2 separate regions of the Mus musculus genome follow, and region 2 is linked to region 1. A link is a contact called in public ChIA-PET data. All regions are on one chromosome and are shown on one strand. The core of a region is the stretch at or near the end of the contact, and the rest is flanking DNA. Distances in the headings are between cores, read along the strand shown.

Region 1 (5,529 bases), core at 1,822-4,321:
GAGACAGAATGAAGACAGGTTAGACCAAGACCAGCAGAGGAACGGAACAAGTAGATCACAGTAATGGGAGCAAATGTTTGGGAAATGGAAACACTGGGTAGACTGGACTGGAGTGGGTAAGGTAAGAGGGCAAAGGTGGGACCCTCGTGGGGTAAAGAAGAGATGGAAAGGTGCAGAAGAAGGAACAAAGAAGCAGGTAAAGCTATGGAGCTCTGGTGGGGAGGGGAAGGGGCCACATCTGTGTTGGATTGATTTGGTTGGTGGCAGGCAGCAGGTCAGGTTTAGGAGGCGGTGCTGGTGGGGGAGAGAGGTCACTGCACTATTTTCAGCAAAGGCCCAACCCCCTCTCTGCCTACAGCCTCCACCCCACCACACACCCTCTCCCAACTCAGGCTGGATGGCCCAGGGGCAGGAGGTTGGGCGAGAGGGCAGGGGCCTCTTAGCGTGCACAGGAGAGACAAACTGAGGGGCAGGGCTTGGCTCCTAGAAGAGCAGGGGGCTGGGTTCCCAGGGATGAAGGCTGGGGTGGGAGAGTGAGAGGGTAGAGGGAACTAGGGCAGGCCGAACAGCCTAGGAAAGGTGGGGGCTGGGGTCCGGGGTTGGCTGGGGGAGGGGAGGCAGGGGGAGGGGAGCAGAGGCCATCTCTGCTGACAAACACCTCCCCCGATTAGCAGAGCACAAGTCTCTTATTAAAGCGGGTCCCTGGGGATTAGACTATAAAAGTCTCTTTTTCCTTTTCCCCCCTCTCCTCTCTCCCTCCCCTCCCCTCTACTCCCCCTCCCTCTCTTAAGGTCGCAGCTAGACTCTTAAAGGGGAAGTACAATACCTGGTTTGAAACCCAGTTCCTGGGTTACCTAAGTCCTGGAGTGGCACTAAAATGGAAGTCAGGGTGAGACCCAACTTCATCTACTGGTACAATCCCACCCCCAGGCTTAATGGCTACTGCCCAATTTGTGCATTCAGAGTCCCTTCACTTCCTGCTGCTCTCCACTACCAGAGTTAATTCTGGACTCAAGCCTTCTGGTTACAGGAGGCTAGGGATAGTGAAGGCAATGGGAAGCCTGCAGCTGGGTCACTCACCCTGGAAATACACACTTTACATCACACAGAGCAGAGTATCTTTTCTCTATATATCCTGCATCTTCCAGAAAATTTTGTCATTCATTATTTCCCTACAACTGTTTTCTAGAATCTTTTCCCTATCCCTGCCCTTAGTCAATCAAAGACTGACCCTGGTTTCCAAAAGTAGAAGCAATAAGAACAAGGGAGCCTGAGAACCCAAGATCAGATCTCTGTGCACACACACACACACACACACACACACACACACTCACACACATACACATACACATACACACGAGAGAGAGAGAGAGAGAGAGAGAGAGAGAGAGAGAGAGAGAGAGAGAGAGAGAGAGAGAGAGAGAGTTTCCTGACTCTGAGTTTTCTTTACAATCCTAACCAAGTTGGAGTTGAATTCTGCAGAAACTGGGTGGCAAGTGCCAGGCTCTCAACCTTCCAAATGCACACCTGGGTTCCTGTACCTCTACCATGGGGGTGGGCCACTAGGATTTCCCGCAACCCCCAGCTTTTTATGACCCATCTGCCAATAAACCAGCCCCCCCTTCTGTTCAGAGCCATAAAACCAAAGGAGGGGGGGCTTGCCAAACCACTAGGGAATAGAGAAAGCCTGGTTCCCTGGAGTTGGGGGGGGGGGGGACTACAGTCAGTGGGGGAGGGGAAAGGGAGTCACCTGACCCTAGGGAGAGAAGGCAGTGGGGGCGGTAGTATTGGCCTGGATTTTCCAGGCCATAAAATTTCAAAGCCGCTCCTGTCTATCAGAGTGTTCATCCTCCGTTTGGCCAGGGGCTCGGATGCCTGGGTTCTCCCATCCCCCTCATCTAGTTCTTTCTCCCTGGGTCTTCTTTGGCTCCAGCTGTGGGTAGGACAGGGAGTGAGCACGCTAAGATGAGAGTAACCAAATGATACTCGTTAAGTGGCAAGCGCAGTGGAGTTGAGTTATTTGAGCTCTTTCGGTACCAGGAAGGAACAGCTCTTCTAGGTCCTAGGGGATACCCAGTGCGAGATCAGGTGCAGAAAGGAGAGGTGTCAGCTGAGTTGCTGAGACGTACACCGGGTTTGGGTCCTATGCCATGGCCTTAGAGGAACACTTAGTTTTTCCGAAAGCCGGTGGGCGCCTTCCGGAGCACCGGGCAAGGAGTTGATGCTGGTGCCAGAGCAGTGGGAAGATGGCACTGCGGCCCAGCTGAGACTGCACGGGTCACGGAAGCTCCCCACCTAACGCTCCAGAAAAGTCACTGTAGGGTGCCAGTTTCTAGGACTACTTCAACTTGAATCTTTTTCTCACAAGGGATGGAAAGCAATAGCTCACAACCTGCCTGGTTTGGCCCCCCTCCCCCAACGCGCCATCCTCCACCCCCCCACCCTAGAACGGGGCGTGCACTCAACTCCGCTGCCCATCTTCTCCGCTCAAAAAGTTGTGTGGAGTGGCCCGGCTCCCCAATCCGTCAAGTTTTCGCAGAAAGGGCTTCCGGGTCCTTCCCGGACTGCACCGCACCGCGCGCACCCCGCAGCCCACTTACTCTCCTGGGCCATGCTTATGACCGTCTCGGTGGTAGCGTGGTACTCGTCCTCTTCCAAGAAGTCCTCAGGCTGCAGCGCGTCGCCTTGGAAGTCGTGCAGATCCAGGATCTGCTGCAGCGGCGGCGCCTTGGGCAGCAGCTGCTTCACTACCTCCCGGCTGATGTTGGGCGCCTCCTTGAGCCGCAGTTTGCTCAGGATCTGCGACTTGATGCTCTCTAGGCGCAGCTCGCGGCTGTGCTGCCGCCACACGCACACGGGGCAGCCGTCCGGCTCCGGCGGAGCGGACGGGGCCGGCCGGCTCGAGCGCTCCCCCCCGACCCCGGCCGCCGCCGCCGCTGCCGCCGCCGCCGCCGCGGGGCCCTCGGCCGCCTCCCCCCGGGGCCGCAGCTCCAGGGCGAGGAGCAGGAAGCCCAGCAGCAGCGGGGCCGCGAGCACCATGCTGCAGGGGAGGGGAGGACTGGGGGGCGGGGACGCCGGAGTCCCGCGGGGAGGGGGCGGAGGGAAGAGGGAGGAGGAGGGGGTCCGGGCGGCGCGGGATTGGGGGCTGCCCGGCCGAGGGGGGGCCGGGGGCCGGGGGCGGCGGGCGCACGGGCGGGGCGGGCGGGCGGCCGGGGCGGGCAGCTGGGGGGGCCCAAGCCCGGGCCGGGCCCTTTATAGCCCCGGCCCCCGTGTCGTCAGCGGCCGCGATTGGCTGCGGAGCCAACAAAAGAGGTAGCGCTGTCATCCGAGGCGAGAGAGGGAGCCGGAGAGAACCGAGGAAAAGAGAGAGAGAGAGAGAGAGAGAGAGAGAGAGAGAGAGAGAGAGAACACGAGCGAGCACGGGTCCAGAGAAAGATGAAGAGACCGAAAGATGAGGGGGAGGGGGGGAGAGGCCGTGAGGGACCGAGTCAGAGAGATCGGGGACAGACGGAGCGGTGGGTAGGGGTTGGGGGTGGGGGAAGAGGCAGATCCAAAGATACCCAGATAGGAAGGGAAGAGGGAGAGACAAAAGAGAGAAAAGAAGTCACAGAAGGGAGAGACTTAGCTAGAGAGCAAGAGCGAAGACTGAAGACGACCAGAAAAACTAGTGGGACAGTTAAGAGTGGAGAGAGTCAAAGACAAAGGTAGAGCGCAAAGAGGGGTGGCTAACCGAATTCTACGGAGTCGAACAGGAGAGAGCAGGAGAGGTGGGCAAGAGAACGGATGGGTCAGAGGGAGCTGATGGTACCCTGCGCAAGAGGGAGAGGCAGAGACAGGGGATACCTTGGAGGTAGCAACCCCTGAGGAGGCAGGTGCAGAGAAAAGACCAGGGGAGGAAGTAACACACACAAGTCAGCCTTGGTTGGAGCGCAAAGAGACACCCAAGGGGAAGAGGTGGAGATGTGAAGAATAGCCTCAGCTACCAGAGGTAGCCCAGGATGTTTAAAGAACCCATAAAATGGAACATCAGGCTGATTTATCACAGGGATGAAGGCGGTCAGGAGAGGAAGAGGCCAGGGACAAGCTGAGAAGTTGACAAGTACTGAGCCCGGAAGAAAACTATCTAGGAGGCCTGTGATCTTGAGATTGAGGTTTAATAGAACAAAGAGAGTGATCGTGATCGGGCTGGAAAGGGTGGGAGCCATGAGGGGAAGAGCCAGATGAGGGATGAGGTAGGGCTTGAAAGTGGTGCTTGGCGAGGAATCTGGACCCTCTCTCTGGGTTCCTAGCTACGTCTTTGTGTTTGTAAGGTCTTACATGTCTGAGAAAGCTTGAAGTTTTAGGCGTAAGGGTAAGAGCAGGGTCTATACTCAGATGTCTAATGTGGAGATAGCAAACCCCAAGGGGAGCCACTCTGGAATGGGACCAGCCATGGTCTTCAGGTGTGGTCCTAAGCGCAGCCAGACAGCTCAGTACACGAGGAAGACAGTGTACAGGTGTGCTCAGCCACTACTGCTGGTTCCCTCTTCCCAGGTCTCTGTTTCTCTTTTTCCCCCTCTTCCCCTCCCCTAAACCCTTTCTTCTCCTTTTCCTCTATCCTCTGAGACAGAGTCTCAGATGCATCCCAGGCTGGCCTCAAACTCAGTTATCCTCCTGCCTCAGCCTCCAGAGAGCTCTCTGTATAAGCATGCCTTGACCCATGTCTCTGAAGATCCCTTGGCAAACTGAAAATGTTAGGGGGTTGAGATTTGCTCTTCCAGTGTCTCGCGCAGTGTTCACTGAACAAAATGTATAAATGTCAGTAGGAAGGCCCTGTCTCAAAAAAATATATAGATAAATGTAAAATGTATAGACCTCACTATTGGGATTCTTGGACCAAGTAGAAGGTTTTTGGTTTCCTCTCTGGAATTAAACCCTAATTAAAATATATATATATATATGTTAAAGTTAGTTAGGCATAAACAAAAGAACAGAATTGGGTTTGGGAGCTGGAGTGGAATGAGGGTAACTATTGGGGTTCAGCTGTGAGGGAGAAGCAGGGTAGGTGAGAAGCTCTGAATACATGACCTATTCCTATTTAGAACAGGGACTTAGGGATGGAGAGATGGCTCAGCAGTTAAGAGCACTGACTGCTCTTCCAGAGGTCCTGAGTTCAAATCCCAGCAACTACATGGTGACTTACAACCATCTGTAAAGAGATCTGATGCCCTCTTCTGGTGTGTCTGAAGACAGCTACAGTGTACTTATATATAATAAACATAATAAATATTAAAAAAGAAAAAAGAAGAAGAACAGGGACTGAATGGAACACAATCCAGAAACTTCTCATTACTCCCTTGCTTTGGACCAAAACATGGGAGTGTCGATAACTTACCAAGTTTTTCTCTCCCTCTCTCTGTGTTCTCTTCCCTGTACCTTGAATTGGGTGTGGGGTGAGGTAGAACCAAGGGGCTGTGCATACAAAGCAAGAACTCTTCCACTGAGCAATCATCAAGTTTCTTTATCTATAAATGGAGACCATAATTTCTA
Region 2 (5,529 bases), core at 1,603-4,102, 810 kb before region 1:
AAAGGACCTAGATTCTATTCCCAGTGCACAGAGGAGACTCACAACTGTCTGTAACTTCAGGAAGATTTAAATGTCTTCTTCTGGCCTCTGAGGGTAGCACACATCCACATGATGCATAAATATACATGAAGGCTAAACAGCCATATACATTTATATAAAGAAACAAACAGGGGCTGAAGAGATGGCTCAGAGGTTAAGAGCAGTGGCTACTCTTTCAGAGGTCCTGAGTTCGATTCCCAGAAACCACATGGTGGCTAATAACTGTAATCTGTAATGGGATCTGGTGCCCTCTTCTGGCCTGCAGGATACATGAAGGCAGAATGCTGTATACATAATAAATAAATGTTTAAAAGAAAAGAAACAAGGTGGAGAGTGACTGAAGATGACCAGAAACCATCCTCTGCATTCCAGCACAACACTTTGTTTGTTTGTTTTTGTTTTTCTTGTTTTTCGAGACAGGGTTTCTCTGTATAGCCCTGGCTCTCCTGGAACTCACTTTGTAGACCAGGCTGGCCTCGAACTCAGAAATCTGCCTGCCTCTGCCTCTCGAGTGCTGAGATTAAAGGCATGCAACATCACGCCTGGCTTGTTTTTTAATTTTGTTTTGTTGGTTTATTGTTGTTGTTGTTTTGAGATTTTTTTGTTTTGTTTGGTTTTGTTTGGTTTGGGTTGTTGTTGTTTTGTTTTTTTGTTTGTTTGTTTGTTTGTTTTGTTTTGAGACAGGGTTTCTCTGTATAGTCCTAGCTGTCCTGGAACTCATTTTGTAGACCAAGCTGGCCTCAAACTCAGAAATCCACCTGCCTCTGCCTCTCAAGTGCTGGGATTACAGGCGTGCACCACCGCTGCCTGGCTATCACCCTGACTCTTTTTGTTTGTTTGTTTGGTTTTCTTTTTGTTTTATACAGGGTTTCTCTGTATAGCCCTGGCTGTCCTGGAACTCACTTTGTAGACCAGGCTGGCCTCGAACTCAGAAATCTGCTAGGATTAAAGGCGTGTGCTACCATGCCTGGCTATCACCCTGATTCTTGATTCATGTTGATTTGTATAAGTCAGTGATTTGCCTGTATTCATTGTTTGCCTGGTGCCTGTGAGGACAGAGGGCACAGGAGTGCTGTGTTTCTAGAGGCCAGGAGATGGTGTTGGATCCCTGGAATTATAGGCAGTTGCCAGCTGCACAATGTGCATACTGGGAACTGAGCTCCAGTCCTCTGTGAGAGCAGTGCATGGTTTTATCCACTGAGACGTCTCACCAGACAGCCTCTTGACTCTCTGCATTACATCCTCCGATCCTCTTATTACCCTTCAGCCCCATATTTCTTTCTTCTACTTGCTAATCATATGCTGACATTCTTTTTGGTTCTTTTCTGTCTGAATTTTATGATTTTTTTTTTTACTTATTGCCACGCAGTGTTATCCAGTAGGCTGGCCTCCAACTCATTGTGTAGCCCAGGATGATTTTAAACTCCTGCCTCCCCCTCTCTAGTGCTGGTGTCACAGAAGTGCAACATCTTGTCCTGCATTGGGCTCTTCCTTACTTAGCAAGGTTATTAGATGTTATCTTAAGAATGGGGAGGCTGAGTCCAAGGCATGCCTGAACCACAGCAAGACTGTTTCAATAACACATGCATGTAATTGCTGAGGAGGATATGGGTGCGTTCCTTTGTTCCCCGCTACAGCCTTTGCCAGCTCTCCACTGTCAGACTGAGAACTTTTTTCATCATCATGCAGAAAAATGGGAAGTACTGGAGGATGCTAGGAAGTAAAAAGGTGCAATACTACAACTTTGTGTATCCTCATAGGAAGACCAAGGGCTTCCCTGTTAGAGCTCCACCCCATCCCCATTGTTGCTGGCAAGGATATCATTGATTCTGTGACTTTCCATCCTAGAGCAACACACACTTCTGGCCAGCCTCCACTTTCATTCAAAAGTCCTTTGAGACCTGGCATCATCTCCCTATAGGGTCGGATTTCGTTTTTTTTTTTTTTTTTTTTTTTTTTGCCTTATCTACAACCAAACCGAAGAAATGTGGTTTCAGGCAAAGGCTCGCTTAGCGTATTCTTCCTTTCTACTTTACTTTACGGATTTCTGCACACACATATCACAGCAAAGGTCTATTACTTCTGACCTTTCATTTTGTGTTTGAGACAGGGTCTCAAGGGGCTTCAGTTGGCTCCTGGAATCTTGAGCCTTCACCTGTCAAGTTCTGGAATTACAGGGTTCTGTCAGTACGTCTGCTTAGGGCAATTCTTTACATAAGTAGGTGACTCTAAATTACCCCTCGAGTGTTATAAATAAATAACCTTGTCTCCTCGATGCAGAACGTCTGTCGAAGGATGGGTCGCTTTAGTTTCTTTCGTTGCACGGATTTATATGATAAAGAGCCTCCAGGTTTCGGACCTGCTGGGCCGCCTGGAAACTTCCACCCTCACTACTGTCGAGGAAACCCCACGTTTTGGAGCCACAGAAGGTTCCTGACTTTCAGGACGCCGCCACTCAACCTTAGCGGCTGTCACCTAACTCAAGGTCCAAGGACAGTCAAAGACGGCCTAGTGCACAGGTTCAACGGAACCCCGCCCCTTTATTTCAACGTAGTTCCGCCAAAAACCTCTCCTACTGACGTTCCCATGGGCCAATTAGGTTTCGAGGCTTAGAGGGCGGCTCCTCCAATTAAAAAAGAGAATTTTCAGATTGGCACCAGTTTAGACCAATAGCTGATAAGCTCCGAGTTTTTTTACCCTATAGAAGCGTTAGTGGTGATGACGAACAGCAAAATCACCCAATTACTGTGCCTACGGCGGAGGTTGCCCCGCCCCAGCTGCAGGACCGGCGGAGAGGACCGCTTCGGCGCTCAGTCTCCACCCGGATTCCGCCATGTTGAGTCTTGTGGGGCGTGTGGCCTCGGCCTCGGCCTCCGGGGCCTTGCGGGGACTCAGCCCTTCGGCGGCTCTGCCACAGGCGCAGCTTCTACTGCGAGCTGCTCCCGCCGGGGTTCATCCTGGTAAGCGCCTTCCTGGAGGAGCTAGTTCGGTTCTTCTCCCCGTGACCTTGAGCTTGGGCCTATCGGATCCGTTCTCCATAAGGATTCCCGGGCAGCGGACTACTGTCCAGCCGAGGAGTGCAAGGACAGTCGCCCGTGGGAGCGTTGATATAACCAGCAGCGTCCCATTTTGTGAGGCTAGAGTGGCCGGCAGCTGCCTCGACCTTGAGGTTTTGAGGGGGATACCAAACTCGAGAATAATGGCGGTTCTGTGCACGAGGTCGGGAAAACAGTGCGGGTGGGTTCCCGATTGCAGCGTGCCCTTCTCCATGCCTCCTCCTATCTTGCAGGAGACTTAGTCTGGGCTCAGCTAACCTTCCCTCGGGGGATAAATCTGGGATTCGGGTGACCTTAAGCTGTCCTAACACCAACGCCTTCCAATACCTTTTTGTCTGCTAGCCAGAGACTATGCGGCGCAGGCGTCTGCGGCCCCGAAGGCAGGCACTGCCACCGGGCGAATCGTGGCAGTCATCGGCGCTGTGGTGGACGTCCAGTTCGATGAGGGATTACCACCCATCCTAAATGCCCTGGAAGTGCAAGGCAGGGACAGCAGACTGGTTTTGGAGGTGGCCCAGCATTTGGGTAAGTAGGACGTTTTAGAGGTGGGAAAGAGCTTGTTAGGCTTAAATAACACGAGATCGTGCCATCTCCATTCTGTGATGACTTTACCAAATGACTTTCGTTCTTCTGAGTTTGCTGAAGCCACACTCAGGTGCTGAGAGGGGAGGCCTGTTTGCTTTTGATCACCCTTCATTACATACTGTTAGGTTTTGGTGCTTATAACGTGTTAATGCTGATTGACAGGGGAGAGCACGGTCAGAACTATTGCTATGGATGGCACTGAAGGCTTGGTTAGAGGCCAGAAAGTACTGGATTCAGGGGCACCAATCAAAATTCCTGTTGGTCCTGAGACCTTGGGCAGAATCATGAATGTCATTGGAGAACCTATTGATGAGAGAGGTCCTATCAAAACCAAACAGTAAGTTTCTCTCACTGCATTTGTGAACATGGGAACCTTTTCTTGCAGTTGTACACATGGGGTAATAACTGGTAGTAAAGCAACATTTTCCTACAGTACTACTTCCATTTCTGTTGTATTCAGTTATTGAAAATGAAGATACAGAAGTTTGGATTGTTGAAAACTTGCTACATAGAACCCCCTGTTACTTTTTTTAAAGCTGTGTTACATTATGGATTCTCTAAAATTTACAGGTTTTTATTTTCTTATTGTTATATAAAGAAACTTTGTTATATTAAGTTCAGTAAAAGGAAAATATCAAAAAAGAGGATTATTTGTTCTTGAGACTTTTTTTTTTTGGTTTTTCGAGACAGGGTTTCTCTGTATAGCCCTGGCTGTCCTGGAGCTCACTCTGTAGACCAGGCTGGCCTCGAACTCAGAAATCTGCCCGCCTCTGCCTCCCAAGTGCTGGGATCAAAGGCGTGCGCCACCACGCCCGGCGAGACAATATTTTTTATTGCAGAGAGATGATGTTCTGTGACAGCTTAACTTGAACAAGATTAGACTTGACTGTTTGTGGTGGCCAGTGGCTTTTGAGCATGGTGCCTGGTTCTGACCCTTTCCTCCCTGAACCTTACAGATTTGCTCCTATTCATGCTGAGGCTCCTGAGTTCATAGAGATGAGTGTTGAGCAGGAGATTCTGGTGACTGGGATAAAGGTTGTGGATCTGCTGGCCCCATACGCCAAGGGTGGGAAAATCGGTACGTTGGTTTTTGGTCCGTGTTTTCCAAATACAGTAAAGCATGGAGACCCTTTTTTCTTTTGAGAGTGCTTGAGCCTTCAGTGATGATTAGCTTCTGACTTTCGTTCTTCTGAATTTGCTGAAGCCAGATGCCGTTCCTGAGAAGGGGAAAATGGACAGAACTGAACATTTTTGAAGGCTGTTTAATTTGGGAATGCAGAGATCTGAAATATTTCTTCTTAAACTAGGACTCTTTGGAGGTGCTGGCGTTGGAAAGACAGTACTGATCATGGAGCTAATCAACAATGTCGCCAAAGCCCATGGTGGTTACTCTGTATTTGCTGGTGTTGGTGAGAGGACCCGTGAGGGCAATGATTTATACCATGAAATGATTGAATCTGGTGTTATCAATCTAAAAGATGCCACTTCCAAGGTGAGCTCCATTCAGAAAACTAATGTGTTATGTTTGATGTGATGAGCCCCGGGTTCTGTAAACAAAATAGTTGTCTTCCCACCACCATTTTCCAGAATACCAGTGTACACTTCTCTGGTGTGAGATATTTCTAGACTTTTTGATGAGTAAGTAATCCAATTTGAAAGCTGATTTAAAAGGTGTAGAATGGAAGCCACTCACATATCTCAGTCTTACTTTTAGTTTAGAAATTATTTCCAGTGTTCTCAATTTCATGAAGGTTCCAAACAGAAACATTGGCATCCAGTGGAAGATCCCATTAGTGGTGTCTCTCTCTCTCTTCCCCTCTCTTCTCTCTGATTGGGAATCTTGGATTTC

What was found. ChIA-PET counts read pairs in DNA pulled down with a chosen protein or histone mark.
Region 2: an RNA polymerase II ChIA-PET map of memory CD8 T cells shows a contact between it and region 1, with 17 read pairs. The contact joins the promoter of Atp5b here to the promoter of Gdf11 in region 1. A contact is called at or near these places in 1 of 39 promoter capture datasets (pre-B cells), 2 of 115 datasets of contacts at active chromatin or transcription factors (memory CD8 T cells and pancreatic cancer cells) and 1 of 9 other capture datasets (liver).

What each region holds. Positions count from the first base shown.
Region 1 is chr10:128,888,647-128,894,175 of GRCm38.p6, forward strand. It overlaps Gdf11 (growth differentiation factor 11), which reads right to left and starts at 3,072. Exons shown (of 3, transcript NM_010272.2): 1 at 2,601-3,072. The coding sequence starts at 3,039.
Region 2 is chr10:128,080,455-128,085,983 of GRCm38.p6, forward strand. Atp5b (ATP synthase, H+ transporting mitochondrial F1 complex, beta subunit) reads left to right here and starts at 2,853. Exons shown (of 10, transcript NM_016774.3): 1 at 2,853-2,999; 2 at 3,438-3,620; 3 at 3,843-4,017; 4 at 4,637-4,758; 5 at 4,988-5,172. The coding sequence starts at 2,873. It overlaps Snord59a (a small nucleolar RNA gene), which reads left to right and starts at 3,688; the gene lies at 3,688-3,762. It overlaps Mir677 (microRNA 677), which reads left to right and starts at 4,832; the gene lies at 4,832-4,909.